Linked DNA regions of Delphinus delphis: region 1 is linked to region 2. A link is a contact called in public Hi-C data. All regions are on one chromosome and are shown on one strand. Each heading gives the region's core, a stretch centred on a gene start, on an enhancer-like site or on the middle of the called end of the contact. The rest is flanking DNA. Distances are from core to core; before and after follow the strand shown.

The links. A called contact is a pair of places that touch in the nucleus more often than the background predicts.
Region 1: a Hi-C map of lung shows a contact between it and region 2, with 4 times the contacts expected there. The contact joins the promoter of WBP4 here to the promoter of NAA16 in region 2. A contact is called at or near these places in 2 of 3 Hi-C or Micro-C datasets (lung and muscle).

What each region holds. Positions count from the first base shown.
Region 1 is chr18:25,127,035-25,130,102 of mDelDel1.2, forward strand. It overlaps WBP4 (WW domain binding protein 4), which reads right to left and starts at 1,301. Exons shown (of 11, transcript XM_059995558.1): 1 at 991-1,301. The coding sequence starts at 992. ELF1 (E74 like ETS transcription factor 1) reads left to right here and starts at 1,329. Exons shown (of 9, transcript XM_059995554.1): 1 at 1,329-1,802. It overlaps TRNAE-UUC (transfer RNA glutamic acid (anticodon UUC)), which reads left to right and starts at 1,833; the gene lies at 1,833-1,904.
Region 2 is chr18:24,909,796-24,912,998 of mDelDel1.2, forward strand. It overlaps NAA16 (N-alpha-acetyltransferase 16, NatA auxiliary subunit), which reads right to left and starts at 1,289. Exons shown (of 20, transcript XM_059995524.1): 1 at 1,155-1,289. The coding sequence starts at 1,208. It overlaps MTRF1 (mitochondrial translation release factor 1), which reads left to right and starts at 1,181. Exons shown (of 12, transcript XM_059995532.1): 1 at 1,181-1,302.

The DNA of each region.
Region 1 (3,068 bases), core at 51-2,550, 220 kb after region 2:
TGGAAAAGGAAAAACAAGTTTAAGTTTATTTACAATTTAAAAAGGTAAATTTTTGCATGATTTACAACTTCTTAAAAAGGCCAAAATATAAGCCTCTGCTACTGAATCTTGACTTGTTACACACAGCACCCTGCTTTATTATTTAGCTGAATGAAATCAGTCAACTGAAATTCTGTTGCCAGTAGAGTGGAAAAAGTCTGCAACGGATTTAAAACGCCCTTAAACAAAATAGCTTTTTAAAAAATGCCTCATTTGTTACTGTCATCAATGTGAAGAAATAAGGAACATCTTGGAGAAGATTATCTATTCTTTCCATTCCTTTCTGGCATTTTTGGAGATTACTGTTAATTGAAACATGAAGAAACTCATAAAGTTCACTTTAAATCAAGTTATTTCTACCCAAAGAACAAAACATAAGACACCTCTGGTGGGAGGCCGTGGTTCCTCTGAGACTATCAGTTAATACAGTTTGTTCTTGAGCCTCATGGCAAAAGAGAATTAGAAAAGCCAAAGGATCCCTCGGCCGGCAAGACCAAAAAATAAAAAATAAATTCATAGGCTAACCAAGGCTGGCCGCTTCTAGTAGGCGGAGGAGGCAGCGGTGGCCGCAGCCCAACCCTACAATTTCACAATACCCCACGGTTCAAGCGCTACAGAAACCAGAAGGATGCTCTCGGCCCCCAACCGTGTAGGTGGCGGGAGCGCTCCGTCGCTTTGCGGCGGCCGTCCAACCTCCAGGGGCCGCCAGCCTCCCTCCCAGAGCCCGTGCTCCAGGCCCCCAGGGCGCTCTGCGGGGTAGCATCCCCACCCCGCCCAGAAAACAGGCCCCGCCTGTCCGCTGCAGACCCCGAGCGAGTTAAAGGAGCGTCCGTCACGCCCCCCGGCCGAGGGCGGGGGGAGAGGGGTGGTGGCGGAGCTAGAGACCCGGAGGGGGAAAGGGCCGCCCGGAGAAACAAGACCTCGTTGTTTAGAGCCTGAGACCCGACTCACATGACAGGACCAGCCGCTCCGCGGGTCGCTCCGGGCCCGGCTGAGGCTCGCGTTCCCCACGCGGGACGAGTCGGAGCCCAGCTCACCGCGAGGCCCACCGCAGCCTCCGAGCCCGGACACCTCCCTTCTTCCCCCGGACCAGTGTTCCACGGTTCCCAACTACGGGTGCCCAGACGACTCAATCCGCGTTCGAAATTTCCTCTCCTTCCCCTCCCCCTCCAGGGGCGGTACTCCCGGCTCCGGAGAGGTGGGGTTGCTATAAACGGGTTGAGGTCACGGAGAAGGGGCGAAAGCGCGACGGGACCTGAGCTGAGAGACGGGAAGCTCAAGCCTCACGTCCCCGCGTTATCCCGCCTTCTCTTTTTTTCCCTGAGATCCAGAACCTCCACCCTTCTTCTAGGCTCGCTGGCTCGTGGCCGAGGAGCTCGCGCGACGCCTCCGCCCCGAACGCAAACAGCTGTTCCCAGAGACGTCGCCGCCCTCAACTTTGCCAACTAGTCCGCACGCACTTTGACCAGCAGAGCAGCCCGGACCTGTAGGCTGGGGGCCGTTGGCGGAGTTAAAAAAAAAGAGGTGAAACAGCTGGTTTCGGAGCCGAGAGTCGCTTGGCTCGGCCTTGCCTCAGAACTTTCCTGAGGCGGTGGAGCGACCCAGCCCCGCCCCCCGGACGCCCGCGCGCTCGGGTCGGGCGCGTTCCCTGGCTCGCGAGCGCGTGGGCAGCGGCGGTAGCGACTCGGGTGGCGCAGAGGCGGCGGCGGCTGGAGTGGCGGTGGGCGGTGGAGCTGGGGAGCGGCGGCGTTTGCGCTTGTCAGGTGAGTCACCGCAGCTTTCTCAGCAGCACTTCCCATATGGTCTAGCGGTTAGGATTCCTGGTTTTCACCCAGGCGGCCCGGGTTCGACTCCCGGTATGGGAACGGTGTATCTCTTTTTAGAAGTGGACAGGGGGGACTAACTCATTTTTATTTCCAGTGGCTCTGGCTCTTTTTTCCTGCCCCCTACCCCAGGTGATTTCGTGGAAAACGCGCGTTCGAGTAGTTGTTAATGACGCCGTGAACTGGGCTGCGGCTTTGGGAGACACGAGTGCCGCGCCGGGCGGGCTGGAGGAGCGAGTGTACTCAGGGTTCCTCTCCTCCTGCCGGAGGCTGGCGGGGCTGAGCTGCCGGGAAGGAGTTTCACTTTCCCCGGGGCCGCCCTCCCGCCCCTCCGGCCCCCGGCCGTCCCTTTCCAAGCGCTCGGGAGGTGATGATTAACTCTGGCTTCTCCTTATCTGTCCCCAGTGCCCCCCTCGGGCCCACACCCTCCTCCTCGGCCGGCCCCTTCTGACGGTCCCAAGCGAAGCGGGGCGTGTTGCCCCCTGCCCTCGGCGCCCGGGAGCCCGCGCCCGGCTTGGAGCCCCGTTGTCTCGGCCGGGTGTTGACTAGAAACACCCCCGACACAAAGCAGCCCCCTGGCGGGGGGGGGGGCGCGGGGAGGCGCCGAGGGCTGTCCGGAGATCCTCGGTGCCCGCGGGTGCGCTCTCCTGACCGCGCAGCTGCCCGCGGCAGCCGGATTGGCCGCGTGTCCACCCCGGGCTCCCGCGGCGCCCGAGCCCCGCCCCGAGGCCGGCCTGCGAGGTCATCCCAACTTGACATCGGGGGCGCCGGCCGTAGTTCTCAGAAAGTACCCCAGAGTCCGGAGCCACAGACTTGAGTGTTTCTGCTCGGGAAGGCCTCTGGGGAAGGGCGTCCGTCCCGTTCTCCGCCCACGTCCGCCCCCCCCCCACAAAAAAAACACACACACACGCTGTGGAGAAGAAAAATACCACTAGGATGAGATGTCTTTAAAGAAGAAATGTGACTTTCCAAAAAGGGTCTAACGTTTTGAGCGCCGCGGATAGAAAATCCTGGGGTGGAGGTGGGGCTTGGAAGAGAGAAAATTGGCCGGAGACTGGGGAGGGGATGTTATAACAAAGTTTCACTGTATTTTTAAATATAGAAGCCCTGTGTTTATTACAAAGAAGGGGCAGCTGTGTCAGCAGCATGTGAGCTGTAAATGAAACAAAAGCGTTATCTTAAATGCAAGCTGAAATTAGAAAATGG
Region 2 (3,203 bases), core at 39-2,538:
GCAATCTGCCACAATGCTTTAATTAGATTTATGTTTTTACACTCGTTTCTCATCATTTGCGCAACACTAAGCACCATATAAAATTAAGACAAAATTTTCATCCCATTTACTATGTAGCTTTTGTAACATTCTGAAGACTAAGTGTGACGTTTCTATTTGGCTTGAAACAGAACGGCTACTATGATTTTTTTTTATCTGCAATTGCTTATACTTTATTTTATATATAATAAAGGTAAGCAACAGCTAATGGTCATATAACCAACACAAGCTCTGATTAATAAATTCACCCTTAAAATCTAAACGCTGGTTTTCAGATGAAAGACAATCAGTCTCCAGTGTCTACTGAGAAAAGCAAAGGCATGTTGCCCCTCCTCCCTGGAAAACCATTAAGGTACCAGGACGGTGACATATAACCCACAGAAAACTCCCCTCTCCACCCGGCAGCCGTCATCATTACGGGACCATTATTCAGGTTTCTGCTCGGAATCAAAGTAAATGCACCCCTCAAGTGCAATACCAGCCAGTCCGCGCGGCTTTAACCACTTACAGGGCCTGTACGAGTTAAAAACAATCAGAGCTATGTTCGGCTTTTGAACTTAGAAATGCACTTCGAGTCACGTACTTCCCAAAGAGGCTTAGTACGACACACCAAAAATAGGCAAACTCTCTACCAACGGGAGGATGAGTCTCCGGGGTTTTAGTTTCCCGTAACCGGTATAAATCGGATCCCATCCCATTACAGGATCGCTCCCGCTTTCAAAGGTGTCGAGGTGCGCTGTGCAATAGATTCCACGTAAGGCAGTGAACGAACACCTGGACGCAGGGATGCTGGCAAAAGTAACTGGGGTGGACCGGGGGGAGGAGGTCGCGAGGCCGGCCGCCAGGCGCCGCAGAGGGCACGGGCCACTCCCGGCCGGCGCGCCCAGGCCCAGGGTGACTGCGGCGGGAAGATTCTGGAAGGAGCGGCCGCGGAGGGAGGGAGGAGAGCGGGGTGGCGGGCCCTGCGAGGCAGGGGTAGGGCCGTGCGGGTTCGCGCACAAACAAAGAACCCAGGGGGGCCGGGCCCAGCCGCGCAGGCGCCATCGCCGCCAGACAGCTCGCCGCGCCGGGTCCGGGGCTGCCAGGGGTGGGCGGCGCAGCCACTGGCCACTTACCAAGATGCGTTTGAAGAGGTTGCTCTCCTTTGGCGGCAGCTGCACGTTCGGCATCGCGGCTGGAGAGGAGGCTGGGTGCCCGCGCGCTCCGTTTCGCGAGATGGGCACCGGGACGAGCCGCGGCTAAGAGTCGTGCTGCGGGCGACGGGTCAGTTCATACTTGGGGCTGAGCAGCCTGGGCAGAGCTGCCGAGCAGGGCTGGCAATGGAAAAGGAAGCCGGTCTGGGTAGGATACCCTTCAGCCCCAGCCTTGCTTTGGGGTAAGCGGCGGCGGCTCCCGTACGGGGCAAGATGGCAGCTAGGACCCGCCCCCCTCGAGCGAGGCGGCGTGCGCATGCGCAGGGCGCCCCGCGGCGAGGAACTGGGGCCCTGTGTCAGGCGGTCGCTTCTGTCACCTGCACCGAGGCTCCGGGTAGGGAGCTTGCACCGTAGCCGTTCGTAAGTCGCTGCCTTGTACTGTGCTTTGGTTGTTAGGCTTCTGGCCCAAGATAATGTTAGTTATATCAGAATCTGACTTTTTTGATTTCTCTCCAGTCAGGAATTTAAACAGTGCTGGACACAAAGTAAATTTCTTGATGTAGGACGAACTTGTTTTCCTTATTTTCTCCCTCGACTTAGTCTTTGAGAGAAGCCTTTTCTCTCCAGGGCAGAGCAAAGAAGTATTGACAACGTACGTGAGGTCACTGGGCAGGACTTGAAAAGGGCTAATGTGAAAGCACGTTTGAAATGTCAGAGAAAAATATTCTCAGCAGTTTTGAACACCTAACATTGTCAGTGAGAATTACGGTGGTTTTATGGGGCGCCTGATTCCCCAGGTCTACCTACGCTTTCTCCTCAGGTGGTTCTCCTTTATACAAGCCCTATAATAATGAAAGAAAAAAGATTCAAACCCAGGATCTTCCAACTCTGAGGCGCTTTCTACCATACATGAAAGGCAGCATAGTGACAGAAATGTGTGAGTCTAGAAAGATCTGGACATACATTGTTGACAAGAATAGCCGTACATACGGTGTAGGTTTAATATTAAGGTATATGTAAATATTAGGTACATAAACTTATACATGTTCTGGATCTTCATTTGTGCATGTTTGTGAGACTACAGGGTAATTGATGCATAGTTGCATTTAATGGGCTGTAATCAGAACTGGGTCGGGCTTACTTGATTTTTTTTCCCTGTAGCCTGAGTTGGTCGGAGATGGGAGAAAGTATCACCTCAGTCTTTTTTTTGGCCCCTCTGCAGGGTTTGCCAGATACTAGTTCCCCGGCCATGGATCAGACGCGCACCCTCAGCAGTGAAAGTGCAGAGTCCTAACCACTGGACTGACAGGGAATTACCTCACTTTTAAAATAAGGAAGGGACTGTTATTAAAACGGGGGAGGTCCAGAAGGGCCTATGTGTTCTAGACAGAAACTAGGCTCCACAAGCTATTAGAGGAAGTAGGCAAAGAGGGCTTCATGGGAAGCTTGGCTGAGTGGCACCTGAGCTGGTGGTGGTCTCCTAGACCAGGGGTCCCCAACCCCCGGGCCACAGACCGGTAACAGTCCGTTTCCTATTAGGAACCTGGCTGCACAGCAGGAGGTGAGCGGCAGGTGAGTGAAGCTTCATCTGTGTTTACAGCCGGGCCTTATTGCTCCCATTGCCGCCTGAGCTCCATCAGCGGCCGCATTAGATTCTTATAGGAGGGCAAACCCTACTGTGAAATGCGCATGCGAGGGATCTAGGCTTCACCCTCCTTGATGAGAATCTGATGCCTGATGATCTGAGGTGGAGCTGAGGCAGTGATGCTAGCGCTGGGGAGCGGCTGCAAATACAGATTATCCTTAGCAGAGAGGTTTGGCTGCACAGAGACCACAATAAATCAGTTGCTTGCAGACTCATATCAAAACCCTATCAGTGAGTGGCAAGTGACAATTAAGCTGCATCTTACAGAGTAGACTGGACATAAGCAGCACACTTCGGGTGTCACTGTCTCCCATCACCCCCAGATGGGACCATCGCTCAAGCCACTCTGCCTCACCTCAATGCCGACTTCAAAATGACAAGTTGAA